Regions from separate parts of the Mus musculus genome. Here region 2 is linked to region 1. The links are chromatin contacts, called in public Hi-C maps. All regions are on one chromosome and are shown on one strand. Each heading gives the region's core, a stretch centred on a gene start, on an enhancer-like site or on the middle of the called end of the contact. The rest is flanking DNA. Distances are from core to core; before and after follow the strand shown. Region 1 has its middle 10 kb from the start of Gm32487. Region 2 has its middle 14 kb from the start of Gm52735.

Region 1 (2,700 bases), core at 156-2,655:
GTGACATCTTACGAGATGAGGAGGCAAAGGACATGCAGAGTCCATAGGTCGGGAAATACTTTCATTGCCCATCACAGAAGTGATTCTCATGTGAAATGCACTGCATTGGACAATATTACGAGTTGTATTCTTTGATCCATGCCTCTTAAATGGCAGTCCTATTGTAGTTTTAGATGAAATATATTTTGCTTATGCTCTATAGAGCTATATACACACCCATGACTCAATAACAGGTGAGAAATGCTATGCTAACATTTTATCAGGGCTTATATATTTCTGATGTGTGGGATAGTGGTAAAGATTAAACTGACTGCTTTATCCTTTTTCGGGTTTCCCAATTATTCTACACTGAATACATCCTGCTTACATAACGAGATTAGATATGCTAAATGTTATTTTTAAACATTTTAAAAAGTGCGAGCCCTTGAGATGAAACAGTGGGCAAGCACGAGGCAGGTGGCTGTCTTCCCGGGGCAAAGCCCGCTCACAAGCTTTTGTCCTCTTCCACAGCAAGGACACTAGCTCAGGAGTACTGTCCCTGTCTGTGGGATTTCGGAGAGGCTAAATAAAGCTCTTGGCTCTGTGGGGGCTGAGGTAAGTGGAGCCTCTGGGGGAGCCCTCAGGGCTTTCCTGTCCTTGCTGAGGGGCATGCCAAGCCCCTCCTCACAGCCTGAGAATACACCTGACTCAGGCTCCAGCCATGCTAACCTGGGACTGCTCAGGATCCCCCGAGCTTGCCAACCTGGACCTAGGGTCAAAAGAGGTGGGGTCATTTCAGAATCCTCTCCCACAGCCCATCAGCAAGAAGGAATAGCTGGCATGTGAACTTGAAGATATAAAGAAGTCAAAGGGAACCTGGCGTTGGGAATTTAAAACTAAAAAAGAAAATGAAACCCTGAAAGCCCTACGGATGGGAGAAAATGGAACAAGGAGAGAGACTCTGGCCCTTGTTTTTCTCTCTTGGAACAGGGCTACTGTGGGATAAGCAAGTGAAGACGCTTATATTTATTGTACATTGATGTTGGGAGAGGTAGACAGTGGTCCCTAGCTCCCTACTCGGCTACTAGTGGACCCTGCCTTAGACATCCCAGTCTAATCATAACAGACTCAGGCGCAGATTTGTCTGCGTGCCCAAAGCCTGATTTCTGCGCTGGCAAAGCCAGCAATGTCCTGTGAGCATCAACTTGTGATTCAAAGTGTGTTTTATACGTCCAGCACGGATCCTAAAAAATCACTTCACCCTGCTCTCCCACCCGCCTCTCCAGACCCCCAACACAAAACTCCCACAGAGAAAGTCAAGTCGTGTGACAGCTTTTCACATCGAGCCAAGGCAGGAATCAGTAGCCAGTTCTGCCCTGTGACACACACACATACATAGCCTCCAGCAGTCACATGGGTTCCAGCTGCCACCACTTGCCCTCTGTCCCTGACCTGGTACTCTTTCCCTGGCAGACCTCCTGAGCTGACTTGTCCCTCCAAGCAATGGCTTGGCAAACAGTTGGACTGAAGGCCTGAGTGCCAACCTGCTTGGACGGCTCTGTTGAAGCTGATCTCAAGGTGGGAGCCCTTCCAGTAGTCTCTGGACACCATGTAGTGTGCCCCAGAGGGAATTAGGTCCTTTACTGGCCTGAAGTAGAAATAGACAGAGCTGTTTGCTATGGGTTCACTACAGACAACCACAGCCAGAAGCCTCAGGAGCAGAGATCTTGAGCCCTAGGGCTGAGTGAGGCTAGGTAGGCAGTCAAGGGCATGTCCAGTGTAGCTCAAGGGGAGGCTGGAAGTCAGACACTGGGGCCTTGGAGAACAGGAAAAAGGCAAATACAAAAGACGCCATCTTTTGCATTTGTGTATAAGGACACTCCTCAAACACAATTCAACAACAACAATAACAACAAATCCAATTACCACACAATGGCTCTCACCTAGGAATTGTTTATTATGCGGGGACATTTGTTGATGTATAGGAACATCTTGGGTGATCAGAGCTGTGAAAATACCACTGACTCTAGTGGAGAGGACAGGGATGCAGTTGTAAAGTGTCCAGGATTGGCTGGCCCCAATATGGATGGTAGTGTAGTCAAGTCTGGTCTGTGAGAAAGCATTCCTGAAGAGTGCCTGAACTAGGCCCCAGATAATCAACCCAGATGACCAAACCACGGCTATCATTTCCAAAAGTGGGACCCTTCAGAGCCTGCCCAGCATCTCAAATTGAAGGCCAAGGCCTCAGCAGGCACCAGGCTTCTCTTCCACAAGTTGGGCCTGATTTCCCCTCAGCTTCACCTTTCCCTGGGTTTTGTCCAGACCCAAACCACCCACATGCTTTATGCACTCCATGACTCTTTGCTAGGAAGAAAGGATTCTGCTTCCTGCCTAAAATTCTCTCCTCTCATTTATGTCAGACAAATACCCTTCCTGTTGGGTCCAGCTGTGACATTTCCTCTTCCCTTGTAGCTGTCCTACATCCTCCACAAAGCAGCTCTGCTCTAGCCTCATCGAGGGTATGTCCTGGGTTTGTGTCTGTCTCTGCTGCCAATCTGGGCTTCCCCAGCATACAAGCTTCTCTTCCCAGTGCAGAGGAGACTTTAAACAGTGGGAGCCATTGGGTGATCACTGGTCTTTCTGTGGCCATGTGGTGAAGGGACACTCCTGGCCTTCAATGACAGAAGATCCTTGGGGAACTGAAGACAATGTAGAGGAGGA
Region 2 (2,700 bases), core at 157-2,656, 390 kb before region 1:
AGAACCTGACACCTGCACACAGACATATAAGCAGGAAAGCATCTATGCACATAAAAATAAGTCACTCTGAAAAAGAAAGAAAGAAAAAGAAAAAAAGAGAAAGAAAGGAAGGAAGGAAGGAAGAAAGAAAGGAAGAAAGCAAGCCTATGGCTTTGCTATGGAAATCACAGGTTCAGAGGAATCGGTCATTTCTGATAATGAAATGAGAGCATTTAAAGTGTTTATAACAATGCTTAGTATATTCTCAGATCTCAGACTTAGTTCCTTAAATTTCTGTGTCATCTTACAGATGAAGCTTTGAATTTCTGAGGATTCATTTCTCAGAAAAGTTTGAGGAAGGTTGAATCCCCTCCGAGATAGCTCTGGAGTGATATTCTCATTTGTATATAGCCAGCATCAAATAATAACGTTTTAAAAAGAATTAAATTAAATTTTATCTTTTACTTACTCACTTTACATCCCACTCACTGCCCCCTCCCACTAGCCCTCTTCCACAACCTTTCCCCCTTCCTCTCCCCTTCTCCTCTGATCTGGTGGGGACCCCTGGGTATCCCCCCTACCCTGGCACTTCAAGTCTCTGTGAAGCTAGGTGTTTCCTCTCCCACCTTTCAGAAGTGATCATTGGGGGCCAAACGAAACGGCTGAAGCCCCGGCTATGGCATTTCCATGTGCAGCAGGTAGCCACAGAACAGGCAGCTGCAGCAATAAGCTGTATGATGGTATTTCACTTCTGACTACAGAAGCCTCCAGATTTGGACTAATTTTTATTTACATTAGTTCTTTGGGATTTCCACACAGTGTATACTGATCATCTTCATATCTTTCCTGCAGCTCCTCCCAGATCCACACCGACTTTCTCTACCATCCCCAACTTTGAATCCTCTCTCTCTTTCGTTTCTAGAACCTATCAAGTCCAATTTGTGCAGCCGGTGTGTTCTTGGGTATGTGGTCACTCGTCGGAGGGAGCTTTACCTCCCAGAGGCCATACCCTTAAAGAAAATCTGTTCTTCGTCTCTAGGCAGTTATGGATTGCCAGTAGTCCCTGAGTTAGGGGTGGGACTTGGAGGCCAACTCCCCCAGTCATACTGGGATTTTGTCTGGCTTGAACTTGTATGGGTCTTGTGCATGCCGTCATAACCACTGTAAGTTCGTGTGTGCAACTGCCCTGTTGTGTCTATATTTTTGCTTGCTTGCTTTTCCATTTTTGCTCCCTGAAACTAAAGAGAATGAGATTCAGAGGAAAAAAAAAAGAAGAAGAAGAAGAAAGTCTTTGACACTCTGTGTTTCCAAAGCACATTGTGCTCACTGGTTATTTCTCGTCCTGCTGGGACAGCAGATGGGCATGTCATCCGTGATGTCCACGGGCTTCAGCGTGAGGTGGGGTCGGAGATTGTCCTGGCTGCTCGCCCAGGAGGTGGAAAGGAGTGACTCAGAGTTTCTGGCTGGGCTCCAGGGAGGCCTCAGGAGAGCCCTTCTCACTTGAGTCAGTGCTGAAACCTTCTCCAGAGTGTAGACTCAATGCTGATGATACCCATGTCTTTGTGTGTGTGTGTGTATGTCTGTGTGTGTGTGTGTGTGTGTGTGTGTGTGTGTGTGTGTGTGTGTGTGTGAGAGAGAGAGAGAGAGAGAGAGAGAGAGAGAGAGAGAGAGAGAATGCATATACGTGTTTATCCACTGGTGCTGCCTTTCCTGATTTATAATTGCACAGAGAACAGTGGCTTTCCTGCCCTCCCTCATTTCTTACGTTTCAGCTACAGACTACAGAAGGGGTAGTCTGTATTTCAGAGGTCTTCCTGGCTAAGGAGTGTAACTTCTGCCATGAGGAGTTGGGCATCTCTGTGCATGGACTCCTGTTTCAGCTTACTAAGCTCTATGATCCACCTAAAATTCTAATAATTGCCCACAGACATCCTTATTTGTATGCCTCCATTATGTTGCATTTGAAAAACAAGTCAAGAGTGGATACTTTTTTAAAAACTGTATGCTCAAGTTAAGTTGACTCTCTCCATGTCTGTGTAGACCCCCTTATAATTCACTTCATATTTTTAGCATAAACATTTGCTTGCCCCCCACCCCTCCCCCCATTGGTAAGTCTGTACCAAGAATTCCAAACAATATCATCAAACCAGGAGAGAATTCACAATGGAAAGGCAGAAGATCTATGTTGGCTCCAGTGTCTGTCACCAGACTAATAAGCAATGTCGCTGCAGCTTGAGGGTTGTGCTGCCGCAGGCTCAAGGCTGTTCCTTCTCATGAACTCAATGATCAGGGCAGTTTATCAGCTCTTGCAGTGGTTGTCTGGGTTTTCTTGTAAGAAAAAGCGTGCTTTTTAAAAATCATTTTTGGAAACGCATTTGGTACTTCAGCATGGTTGTTGTATGTGGCCCCCTGCCTGGCCATCAGTACCACAGGGACTAACCATGGGCACTGGAGCCAATCACATCTGGCCTTGTGTTTTGGATCTAGACTGCTCTCTATCATGCGCTCTGGCTTGAATATAAAATATCTTTTCAAAAGGCTCACAGGTTGAAAATCTTGGTCTTCAAAGCAATGTTCTGACATTGGACTTTGGAGAAATGATTGGATCATGGCCTGTGGCTGGGATCCCTGATCTAATCAACTTGTTCATACCTATATGGATTCAGAATAGGATGTTTTTTTTTCAGGGGGTGTCCTCTTTAGAGGAAGTAGGCCATATGA

Evidence for each region. A called contact is a pair of places that touch in the nucleus more often than the background predicts.
Region 2: a contact with region 1 is called in a Hi-C map of cerebellum, with 1.6 times the contacts expected there. The contact joins two enhancer-like sites. A contact is called at or near these places in 2 of 484 Hi-C or Micro-C datasets (brain and cerebellum) and 1 of 9 other capture datasets (embryonic stem cells).

What each region holds. Positions count from the first base shown.
Region 1 is chr4:47,591,221-47,593,920 of GRCm38.p6, reverse strand. No RefSeq gene overlaps it. Among named protein-coding and RNA genes, the nearest start is that of Gm32487, 10 kb to the left of the region's middle. Within about 2 kb of position 1,405, at least 9 of the 459 cell types and tissues checked have an H3K27ac peak or open chromatin away from gene starts, as enhancers often do. A contact at or near this core is called in cerebellum, where this site is marked.
Region 2 is chr4:47,978,472-47,981,171 of GRCm38.p6, reverse strand. No RefSeq gene overlaps it. Among named protein-coding and RNA genes, the nearest start is that of Gm52735, 14 kb to the right of the region's middle. Within about 2 kb of position 1,406, at least 10 of the 459 cell types and tissues checked have an H3K27ac peak or open chromatin away from gene starts, as enhancers often do. A contact at or near this core is called in cerebellum, where this site is marked.